3 separate regions of the Mus musculus genome follow, and regions 1 and 3 are each linked to region 2. A link is a contact called in public HiChIP or PLAC-seq and Micro-C data. All regions are on one chromosome and are shown on one strand. The core of a region is the stretch at or near the end of the contact, and the rest is flanking DNA. Distances in the headings are between cores, read along the strand shown. Region 1 holds the start of Pla1a (phospholipase A1 member A). Region 2 holds the start of Lrrc58 (leucine rich repeat containing 58). Region 3 overlaps Cd80 (CD80 antigen).

Region 1 (3,833 bases), core at 1,165-3,664, 560 kb after region 2:
GAAGAATTGTGCAGGTGCCCAGCCAAGACAGCAAGGTGAGTGACAGAGAGACCATCTTGGTGAAGAAGCACAATTGGTACCCTCCGTGTTCATGGCTCCTGCTCCTTTGAGTTTTTCCTTTCCTTTGCCTTGAGTGCCCTGTCTCCTTTAACACCTTCTTCTCTCATCTTCCTCTGGGAGGCCTGAAGGGAACTCTGCTCTTTCCTTTTCTATCTCTCCCTATCCACCAACCTACTGGATTTCCCAAATGGCCCTTTTTTAAAGAGCAGGAAACGTTAGCCCAAAAAACCACCGTCATTGTTGACAACAGTACTTAGTTAAGGCAGAAATGTCAGGGAATAGCTGGGAAATAGAAAAGCTTGGGCCTGCAAGGTCTGTCTGAAGAAAGAGGGCAGCAAACAAAGGCAAGCCGATGGGGGAGGGCTCTGGAGACCCTGCTAGCAAGCACTGCCTGCTCTCTTCCTGCATGGGTACCTGGAATCCCATCCACACTTAGAACTGATCAGTCCTTATCCTAACCCCAACCCAATAACCTAACTCAAGGCTTCTGATCTTCCGTCTGTGTCTGGAACTGTGAGCTTGCTGCCAGGCAAGGTTGCAAAGAAAGTGTGGGGACAATTCTCTTCCAGTCTTCCCACCCTGACATTTCAATTTGGGCCTGGCAGGGAACACCTTCCCCCCACCCCCCATCAGGGGCAGAGCTGCTGTGAAGCAACAGAGGAGCCTGCTGAACCACCTCTCCCAACAGCACCCGAAGTTCCCCTAGGAGCATCTGGGATATGTCTTATCTTTTTCCTAAAGTGGCTTGTGACAGTTCTTTCCCCCTTTCTCCCATCAACTATTCACTAATAATAAATACAATCACCCGAATATAAGCGACTGTTACAGGTCCAGTTTGTGCACGCACTTCCTGTAGTCCTTGACAGCATCCCAATTTGGTAAGGACAGTCTCCAAGGACAGATAAAGAAAAGTCACTTCCTCAAAGTTCTAAACACAAAGACAGATAGATATACTTAATCCATGTCTGCCGGCTCAGCGTGTACTCCCCCAGTTCATTGCTGCTCACTGGGCAGGGGTGCAGTACCATTCACTAAGCCTGTCCTACATGGACTAAATGTACGCAAGAGACTGGAGCCCCAGACCCACCCCTTATAGGAACAAACAACCAAGGGAGACAAAAACCCCACAGGAAGCCGAGGAAAAGCTGCCTAGGGTGTAAGGAGAGAATAGATCTGTGTGATCCGGACTTTGGAACACATTTGGAAATGCTGAGCAGGGCAGTGAATTGCTTTGAGGAAAGACCCCTCCCAAGAGGCAAAGGCTAGAAATAGCGCTGTCTGAGCAAGTCCCGGTGGGCGTTCAGAAGCTGAGAGATGGGAACCCTCTTAGGGGAGGACAGAAAAGCAGTCTGTGGTTGGGAGGTGGAGACACGAGACCCTTCTGATTGTTCTGCCTGTGTGCAGGCCTGTGAGGTGTGTGTGTGCATACATATGTGAGTGCATGTGTGCGAGTGTGTGTGTGTGTATGACAAAAATGTTCTTGAACTTTCCCAAAAGTTAGTTTGGCAAACTTAAAAGTAACTACAGCCGGGTGTGGTGGCGCACGCCTTTAATCCCAGCACTTGGGAGGCAGAGGCAGGTGGATTTCTGAGTTTGAGGCCAGCCTGGTCTACAGAGTGAGTTCCAGGACAGCCAGGGCTATACAGAGAAACCCTGTCTTGAAAAAAAAAATTTAAAAAGTAACTACATAGAAAACAGTAGCCGTTAGTAGGATGAAAATTAATATTGAGAGTTAGTCAAAGGTAATTTTTGTTACAGTCACTTTGGCTTGAACAAGGTGAAAAGGGTTATAATTCGGATTTTAGAAAAATGAGTCAGGAGATGGGGGAAGTTCAGTTTTGGTGTCCCAAGAAGGCACTGGTCTCACCACTAATTCCCGTTATGATAAGAGGGTTTTCCCCTTTCTTTTAAAATCGCCGCCAGAGATAAAGAACTTTTAGGGGACCTTCCAAAGTCAGTGCTGTGTAAGAGGACAGTTTAAGAAATAAGGTTCCACCCAAGCCCTTGGCTTACCTGAACTTCCAATGCTGAGCCATAAAAGTGGTCCCCACAACCAGAAGCATGTCTCCCAGAGGCCAGGACGCATCGTGGAGCTGGAGTCCTGGAGCCAGAATGAAGGAGAGTCCCCAAGCCTGGGATGTCACATGGCCCAGCCTTCAAGCAAACATGTAACACCCACTTGGGACTTAGGAATCATTAACTGGCTCTGTGGCTTGTAAAATAAATAAATAAATAAATAAACCTTCCTATTTGTTTAACCTCTGGAGTTTTCAGTTTCCTCTTCTCAATGAAAATGAGCCAACCTTCCCACTTTTTTTTTTTTAAGCAGGGGACATTGAAACATACCGTTCTTCCTCTCTGCACCAAAGAAGATCAGGAAGTGACTTTTTCCCATTATGAAATCTCAGTGATGGCCCAAGGCAGCCTTTCATCTCCCAGTGGTTACAAAACTCTCACCGTAATGGAATTTCTGTGGACATATTTGTCCCTGGGATACTGAGCAGCTGGAGGCTGGAAAGCTCTTTCACTTTTGGATCCCTAGGGAACCTCACCCGGTGTGCAGCCAATGACACACGTATGGGTACGTTTATGGGACAGAGTAAAGGGAGATCCAATTTGCTTCTGCAAAGTACTGCTGCCTTCCACAGCCTCTCGAGGTTAGGAAGTCAAGTCCAACCCAAGAGAAGAGACATCTTGATGCCTGAGCTCACAGGTAAAGAACCAAGAGCAGGAGATGTGAGTGACGTGGGAACACTATTGATGGATGTGGTCTAGCCTGGGTTTGGAGCCAGGGAGTCTGTCCTCTCGTGCTGCCACCTCACTCCAGGGGTAGTGGAGACCACAGAATCTGATATTTTTGCAGGCTAGAGCAGGGCAGGGCCCTTCCTGGGTCAGTGTTCCTGCAACAGGAGCACACCATTACAAGGCGGAGAGCCGGAAGCAGGCAAGCATCATCTTTCGGAAGAGTAGCTTTGTGAAGGAGTGCTGTTGGCACACATGCTTTCCAGCCCTGTCCGGGAACATCCAGAGCGTACAAAGGTGATACCGGGTAGGGGGTTAGAGCTGGACAGGTTATACCAGAACAGAGCCACTGCCCTGGGTGTATCCATGGGCAGCCTAGCAATTGTGAGTACCTGGTTCAGTGACAGACTCTGTCTTGAAAGATAGTAGAAGTCAGCAGACATGGATCTCTGCCACACACATACACACACACACACACACACACACACGAAGTAAAATTTGAAATGTATGAAAATTTATGGTGAAGAATGAATCTCCTACCCACTGTTGTCTCTTCCTTCCAGTTCCAGAGTCCATAGAAAGCCACCATTTTCATTTGTTGTTTTTTTTTTATTTATTTTTATTGTAGATTCTTATGCAATAATTCCTGACCATTTTTTCCTCCCTCCACTCCCCCCAGCTCTTCCCCACATGCTCGTTCCCTGAGATCTACTCCCCATCTCTTTCCTCTTCAGAAGGCCTCTAAGAGATGACAGCCAAATGGAGCAAAGCAAGATGACAATAAGACAAAGCAAAAAGCCCTCATATCGAGGCTAGACAAAGCAACCCAAAATAAGGGAAAGAGTCTCAAGGACAGGCAAATGAGTCACAGATCCAGTGTTAGGAGTCCCACAAAAGCACCAAGCTGACGGCCATGACGTATGTATATGCAGAGGGCCTGGTGCAGATGCATGCAGGCCCCAAGCTTGGTGTTTCGCTCTTTTAAGTCCTGTTTAGTTGACTGAGTGAGTGCCAAGCCCAGCATGGCCTTG
Region 2 (4,041 bases), core at 868-3,367:
AATTTAATTATAAACAAATCGTGCCTGCAGTGAATGGTAGGGAGTTGAATATAAGGGCATGCACTAAAAAATGAAAATGAAGAGCTTTTCTTTACATGGGAGCCCATTCTGGTTGAGGAGATACACTGTTTACGTTGATATTGATCGTTTTCTTGTTATAGCTTCAAAAATAATACCATGTTCAACTTTTACAAGACAGTTTCTGTTCGACGATCTGCTTCCATCTAGCCTAAATTCAACAAACAGATATCGATAGCACAAATCTTTATTAAAATAGGTCATACTACAGCTCTTCAAGCAGTAGACTCTAAATTTTGTCAGTTTGCCCATTTCTTTGCTACAGCTCCATTTTCTACCCTCTTTCCTTCACTGTTTATTTAAAAAGGAGTTTCTGCCCCACTTAGGACTTTCTGCATAGCTTCAGATTCTATTATTGAGATCATCTTTCCCCTACTACCTGATGTTTACACAGGCTAGCTCTTTTTCTCAATCATGTTTTGTTTTTTTCCCTCGTTTGACATTGCTACTGCTTGTTGTTTTACCAAGAGTACACATTTTTAAAGCATTAAGTATTCTTGATCACAGTAGGGCTTCTTCTAGAATATTAGGTTGATCTGAAATAAGGTCCATTTTAAAAAAGGAACTTCCAAATCAGATGTCTTCAAGACACTTGCAGATTTTATTTTATTTTTTAGACATGGTTTCTTTTTTTTTGTTACCCTGACAGTCCTAAAACTATGTAGATCAGGCTGGTACTCACAGAGACACTCCCACCTCTGCCTCCTGAATGTTGGGATTAAAAGCAGGTACTACTATGTCTGGCACATATTTTTTAAATTCCACTCATAGATTGTTTAAACTAACAAACATGACAACTCAATCATAAAGCTTAGCTGTGAAGTAGCATGAAGTCTCTCATCTGCACAACTGAGTAGATGAGGTTATGATTTTTAGGAAAAAAAGCAATTTAATCCCACTGGTTATCACATAACCTTTTAACTTTCTTGTATTTAAGCTCGGTAAGAAACTAAGCTTTTCTCTTATTTCCACTAATGACTTTAAAATTACAAAACGAAATCTCAGAAAAGATTGACATTGAAATGGGATCAGGATGAAAATAAATCTACTGGAATTAGTGAATTAGAGCTAGAGTCAAGACTTTCCCAGTTAAATTCTATCTAGTTCTCACTTGCAGAGTGCTTTGAACGCTTTCTCCATCTGAGCTCAGTGTAAGCTAGATCTAATAAAGGGGGCTCCTATATCCAACTCCCAAGCGCATTCCCATGCCCAAGGGACCAAAGCCCACAGGAGTGATTCTGTGATTGACGTGGACAAAGTTCTTATTGGACACACAATACTTTTACAATGGTGCTTTTTGTTGTTGTTTTGGGGTTTGTTTTTTTTCCAAACAAGGTTTCACTGTATAGCTGTGGCTGTCTTGGCTCGCTCGCGTTAGACAATGCTTTAAGAAACAACAGGCAATCAGGGAAGGGAAGGTCTTCAAGCATGCTTTCCAGCTGGGGCGACAGCCATCTCCGACTTTGGCTTTAGCTTCGAAGAGGCCTTTGTTCTTCACCGTGTAGCCCTGGCTAGCCTGGGCTATGTAGGTCAGGCGGGCCTCAGACTCAGTACGGCTGCCTCTGCATTTCAGAGCGGGGACGAGAGGCGTGGGGCCACCAAGCACGTTCTCCTGAAGACATTAAATTCTCAGGCTACGTCCCCGTCATGGCTACTCTCTCTGGATCCCGCAAAAATGGGGGGGCCCCGGCCTCAAGTGAGAACAAAGGAGGCGGCGCCCCGTGACGCGCAGGCCCCCGGGCGGGATCAACAGCCCCGGAGCTGTTTACTCTGGCGGCCAAGGCCACCACCGGGTGCCACACTATAAAGGGCGAGCTGCCCGCTCCGGGGAGCCTCAGGCCTCCGGCTCGCCCACCGAGCCCCGCGACGCCCGGGCGAGCACAGCTCCCTCACACGGTTCCCGGGAGCGCCAGGCCTCGGCTCCTGCGCAGCGGACGCCGCGCCGTGCGCCACGTGAGGCGGAGCCCGGCCCCCGGAGCGGCGCGCGCACCCGGCGCCGACCATCGCGTGACTCGGAGGGCGCGCGGGGGTGAGCGCCCGGGCCGTACCGGGCCGCGCCGCGCCACTTCCGACGCGGCGCTCGCTTTAGGTTCCGGGGCGCGCCGCCTCGGCTCGCGGGCCCGGGATCCGGCGGGATGGAGGAGGCCGCGCTCGGGGAGGCCGAACTCAACTGGTCCCGCCTCAGCGTGTCGGCCGAGGCGTTGGAGTCGGAGCTGGAGGCGCGCGCCGAGGAGCGGCGCGGCGCGCGCGAGGCTCTCCTGCGGCTGCTGCTGCCCTACAACCGCCTGACGTCGCTGCCGCGGGCGTTGGGCGGCGGCTTCCCGCACCTCCAGCTCCTGGACGTGAGCGGCAACTCGCTCACGGCGCTGGGGCCCGAGCTGCTGACGCTGAGCGGCCTGCGCACGCTGCTGGCCAGGAACAACCGGCTCGGCGGCCCGGGCTCGCTGCCCAAGGGCCTGGCCCAGTCGCCGCTCTGCCGCAGCCTCCAAGTGCTCAACCTCAGCGGCAACTGCTTCCAGGAGCTGCCCGCCTCGCTGCTGGAGCTGCGCGCCCTTCAGACCCTCAGCCTGGGCGGCAACCAGCTGCAGAGCATCCCCGCCGAGATCGAGAACTTGCGGAGGTGAGCGGCGGCGAGTCCCGGGGGTGGGGAGCGGGGCGGTGGCCCGAGCTCCGTGGCACCGGGTTGGAGGGGGAGGGGGACTAGGCGAGCCATTGTCACCCGTAGCGTCTGACCAAGGGTGGGTGGGTGGGTGGTAGCCTTTGGGTTGTGTTTGGCCTGCCGCAGGTCTTCGACGCCCCCCGCGCCCCCCAATGAACTCTGGAATTCATTGTGGAGACCATGCTAACCTCAAGCTCACAGAGCTCCGCCTGCCTCTACCTCCCAAATCTGGGGCTAAAAGACATGCGCCACTAAGCCGGACTTCGCCTTCTTTCTTGAGTCTAGACAGGGAGTCAAAAGGGCTCCCGTTAACAGAGGTTGGCGATTTCTTACTGGTTAAGTCTTCCGAGACTTTCCATGCGTTTGCATCAAAGTGGCATTTAACGTGGCGTAGGAGGTGCTGACCTACTTCCTTGGTTTTTATTTCCAGTTCCCCTCTTTTCCCGATACCCAAAGTACCATTTGTGGAGTCAGTGAGCCTTGCACACACACACACACCCAGAAAGGCAGCTTCACTAAATTGTGGGGTTGGGGTTGGGTACAAAAAAAAAAAACAAAAAAACCCAAAAACAACAACAACAAAAAAAAACCACGCTGCGCTTCCTTTGACCCTGAGGAACTATTCACATTTCAAAATTTTATCTTAGGAGTCTTTTCTGTAATTCTAAAAAAAAAAAAAAAAAAAAAAAAAAAAAAAAAAAAAACTGTTCCCAGGACAATTAGAGCCAAATTACTTCCTCTGTGTGTCACACATCATACCATTGTATCTGTGTTACTGTATGTTACTGAATGTGATTCCTTCTTTACAGGAACTGTCTGTCCTATCTCCTAGTGGCTTAGTCAGTAGTGTACTGGAGTGAGGAGGTGCAGAGAGGATAATAGAAGTGCTCTAATGTGCCCTGCAGGGGAGTCAAAGCAAAACAAGAAAGCATCTTCCACTTGTTAAATATTTTTCCTCTCTTTTAATTGGTTAGCCAAGATAAAAGAATGTGGAGCCAGAAAGAACCTTCGAGTTAACAGGGAAAACATTGACCCAGGAATAAGACTTTTTCTTCACATCTCACCCTTCTGCTGGTCACTTAGCACTTCCTGTTTGCCAAATGAGGCATCTGGACACAGTGTCCCTTAATTTGCTCCTCGATAGATGTTTACACAGTACTTGATGTGTCCCAACATTTTCCTAAGTTCTGGGGCTAATCCCCTGAGATAGAATGACAGGGATTTGACCTATTTTGGTTCTTGAGTAAGTGCCGTTTGAGTCAGCCTTCTGAAGGAAGTAACAGTGAAGATTTGAGTGTGAGCCA
Region 3 (3,775 bases), core at 161-2,660, 610 kb after region 2:
AGAAAAAAAACAAACATGAGTTGTGACTGAGAGCGTTAGGCCTGCAGATTTGTTACTCCAGGTTAAAAAGCCCATGATGTCTGGTTAGAAGAAACAAAATAAAATTTTTATGTTGACTATCCAAGTAGTAGTTTGATTGCGTGGCATTAAGGTAATAAGTAGAAAATAATAATGCCAACTATAAATAGGTCAGGAACACATGCAACTTTATTTAAGAACAAGGCCCATTTTAAATTTCCCCTTTGTTTTAGTTTTGGGTTTTGAGATAGGGTCTCACTATGTAGCCTTGGCTGGCTTGGAGTCTAGCCTCAAACTCAGAGAGATTTCACTACCAAGGAATTGTTGTTGTTGTTGTTGTTTACAATGACTTCCTCTGCAACCAAATTCAGGGTTTTCCCTTTTCTGGTAACTATACTCCGTATTCTTCCCTCATTTCTCCCATTTCTCCCAGTATCCCTGGGCATTTTCAGAAGGTTTCCTTGACAGCCTGATTTAAATGAGAGCGTCTTCCTAAATATATCCTGTGTGTCAGGCTCCGTGCTAAGTGGTGTCTTTCCATCCCTTCATCTCTGGAATGCATGGGTTATTAACCTGCCTACAAACCAAGACTAAAAAGCAAGGGAGTGGCCCACAGTCACAGGGCAAATCTCTGTTTAAGAGCTGCTCTTGATAGTCACTGACCCCTGCTCATACAAGCTCGGTGGCACTCAGACTTCCAAAACGAAAGCTCAGGGTATGGACTGGAGTAGAGGAACTGACTGCCACAGGAGAGGGGAGGAGCTAAATTCCTAAAGTCTAAGCATGAGAAGCAAGTGGCAGGAGGTATCCACACTTGACTCTAAGTCTACTTTAGCATCTTGCTGGAGGTCAAATATACAAATGAAATCAACTCCAGGAAGCCTCCTTGTCTCTTTAAAATGCCAGAGTAGCAAGGAATTAATAAAATGTAGTGGTTGTGATTACAGATTAAATACTGTATATTTGATCTGAGTACAAGCCTTTTTTTTTTTTTTTTTTTTTTTTAGAAAATGAGGATTGTAGAGGTTGGGAGGTCCCTTGGGTAGGTCATGGAAAACAAGGCTTTGGAATTTTAGCTACTAAGACATTAGAGGGCCAGACTCGGGAAGTGACTTAGTTGTGTGGTCCTAATGCTAGCTAAGGCAGAAGCTGAGTACCTTCTGATGTCCTTCGCATCTATGACTTTGCACAAATACAACAAATCTTTGGCCGCATGCCCTAACACCACCAGTATCCCTAACAGCAACCGCACAACAGCACAAGGCAGTAAGCAGTCACCAGAGTGCCTGGAATCCTGCCTACCTAGGCATTTTTCTTAAAGATGAAGGCCACTAGAACACAAGGCAGGAAGCTGTGCAAGTCCCGCGCGGTGGAGGCGGCAGCAGCGGCGGCTGCTCTGGTCCCGGAGATGGTGGAGCAGAGGGGCCTCCCGCAGCGACGGGGAGAACGTGTTTGCTGGGCAGCCAAAGATCTATGCCTACATGAGTCCTAACAAGTGCTCTGGAATGCGCTCTCCACTTCAGGAAGAGAACTCGGTTGCCCATCACGAGGTCAAATGCCCGGGGAAACCATTAGCTGGAATCTACAGGAAGCGAGAAAAGGAACGCCAGGAACGTTATCCGAAGCGCTGTGAAGTCAGATGAACAGAAGAGCAAAGACACCAGGAGAGGTCCCCTGGCGCCTTTTTCAAACCAAAAATCCGAAGCAGCAGAACCTCCAAAAACTCCACCCCCATCATGTGACTCTACCAATGTAGCAGTCGCTAAGCAAACCCTGAAAAAGCCCCTCAAGGGCAAGCAGGCCCCTCAGAAAAAGTCTCAAGGGAAAACCCAGCAGAATAGAAAATTCACCGATTTCTACCCTGTGCGGAGGAGCTCCTGGAAGAGCAAAGCTGAGCTGCAGTCTGAAGAAAGGAAGAAAATAGACGAGCTGACTGAGAGCGGGAAGGAAGAAGGCATGAAGATCCATCTAATTGATGGCAAAGGCAGGGGCGGGATCGCTACCAAGCTGTTTTCCCGGAGGATACTTTGTGGTAGAATACCATGGGAACCTCATTGAAATTACCGATGCCAAGAAGCGGGAGGCTCTTGTACGCACAGGACCCCTCCACAGGCTGCTACATGTACTATTTTCAGTATCTGAGCAAAACCTACTGCGTGGATGCCACTCAAGAAACGAACTGCCTGGGGAGACTCATCAATCACAGTAAGTGTGGGAACTGCCAGACCAAACTGCACGACATCGACGGCGTGCCTCACCTCATCCTCATCGCCACCCGAGACATCGCAGCTGGGGAGGAGCTCCTGTACGACTATGGGGACCGAAGCAAGGCCTCCATCGAAGCCTACCCCTGGATGAAGCACTAACCACTTGACCTCCCTGCCTCCCTGCCACCCTGCCTCCTTCAAAGGTCAAAGTGCACTCAAAGGGGAATGAATTTTTTTTTACACACACACACACTTACTCTTAGCAGATTACTTCAAATGTTTTTAAAAAGTATATTAAAGATGCCTTTTCATGTAGTATTTAAATATCTGTTACAGGTTTCCAAGGTGGACTTGAACAGATGGCCTTATATTACAAAAAAAAAAAAAAAAAAAAAAAAAAGAAGAAGAAAAGAAAAGAAAGAAAGAAAGAAAGAAAGAAAGGAAGCAAGAAAGAAAGGAAGAAAGAAAGAAAGGGAAAGGGTGGCTTCGAACTCATTATATAGCCTAGGCTGACATCATACTCTTCCTACTGCAGCCTCCAAAGTATACCTGCCTACTGGTGTGGTCCACCACGCGCGGCTAACCTTACTTTTTTAAGAAGCAAGGGGGCATTGAACATGGACTTAGGGTGATGCATGAGTGCTGAGAACTGGAGGTCCAGGAGAGCGTGACCATGTGAGTGGGCGCATGTGGGCTCCTGTCTGTTTCCAGGTTCTCAGGTTGAAGGGTGGCTTCACACTTGTTCCTTACTAAATAAACAGATAGAAGGAGCCCCGGGTGCTCTTCCAGTCATCAGGAGGAAAGAAAGGGAGGGATGAGAGAGAAGGGGAGAGTGAGGATGGGCTCTGGTGTTGGGGACTGTGACTGCAGATACAGTTCTGCCACAGGGTTGCAAGTTCCCCAAATCTATTTATTTACAAGATAAGATTATAGACATCAATGGTTTCACATTTGTGCTATTGTATCTATCTATCTATCTATCTATCTATCTATCTATCTATCTATCTATCTACCATCTATTTACCTATCATCTTTTTTTTTTTTTTTTTTTTTTTTGAGACAGGGGCTCTCTGCAAGGCCGTGGCTGGCCTGAAACTAGCAATGTAAACCAGGCTGGCCTCAGTCATGGAAATCCACCTGCCTCTGCTTCCTCGGTGATGGAACTAAAGGCCTGCACCACTCAGCCTGGCTGGTGATGGAACTAAAGGCCTGCACCACTCAGCCCGGCTATTTTATTTTCTAGCAGACAGGGTCTTCACTCTATTTTCCAGACTGACCCCAAACTTGGAGAGCTCAAGCAACCTTTCTGTCTCAGCTTTCTGTCCTACCACACTCGGTCCTTGACCCTTCTAAATCGGAGTCTAATGTCCTAAGATTGTCATAAAGAGAATGATTTCTAGAAATAACTAGGAGGGACTCGATAAATACTATCAGCCTTCTTTTCTCCTCTTACAATAGCAAGCATTACATCAATATTTCCCACACAAACCCATCTCTCTGTGCTCCTACCCCGTTCAAGGTGGGAGACAACCGGCATGGTCAGTTCAAAG

The links. A called contact is a pair of places that touch in the nucleus more often than the background predicts. HiChIP or PLAC-seq counts read pairs in DNA pulled down with a chosen protein or histone mark.
Region 1: a Micro-C map of embryonic stem cells shows a contact between it and region 2, with 4 times the contacts expected there. The contact joins the promoter of Pla1a here to the promoter of Lrrc58 in region 2. A contact is called at or near these places in 2 of 484 Hi-C or Micro-C datasets (bone marrow-derived macrophages and embryonic stem cells).
Region 3: a contact with region 2 is called in an H3K27ac HiChIP or PLAC-seq map of embryonic stem cells, with 2.1 times the contacts expected there. The contact joins the enhancer-like site here to the promoter of Lrrc58 in region 2. A contact is called at or near these places in 1 of 39 promoter capture datasets (frontonasal cranial neural crest), 12 of 115 datasets of contacts at active chromatin or transcription factors (the 230-238 cell line, double positive thymocytes, embryonic stem cells and 7 more) and 1 of 9 other capture datasets (liver).

Annotation. Positions count from the first base shown.
Region 1 is chr16:38,430,731-38,434,563 of GRCm38.p6, forward strand. It overlaps Pla1a (phospholipase A1 member A), which reads right to left and starts at 2,415. Exons shown (of 11, transcript NM_134102.4): 1 at 2,074-2,415. The coding sequence starts at 2,146. It overlaps Gm36333 (a long non-coding RNA gene), which reads left to right and starts at 2,486. Exons shown (of 2, transcript XR_384843.4): 1 at 2,486-2,773.
Region 2 is chr16:37,866,283-37,870,323 of GRCm38.p6, forward strand. It overlaps Lrrc58 (leucine rich repeat containing 58), which reads left to right and starts at 2,118. Exons shown (of 4, transcript NM_177093.3): 1 at 2,118-2,698. The coding sequence starts at 2,214.
Region 3 is chr16:38,475,146-38,478,920 of GRCm38.p6, forward strand. All of the region lies in intron 2 of Cd80 (CD80 antigen), which reads left to right. It also overlaps the pseudogene Gm8590. Among named protein-coding and RNA genes, the nearest start is that of Gm41453, 5.8 kb to the right of the region's middle. Within about 2 kb of position 1,411, at least 135 of the 459 cell types and tissues checked have an H3K27ac peak or open chromatin away from gene starts, as enhancers often do. A contact at or near this core is called in double positive thymocytes, embryonic stem cells, liver and 4 more, where this site is marked.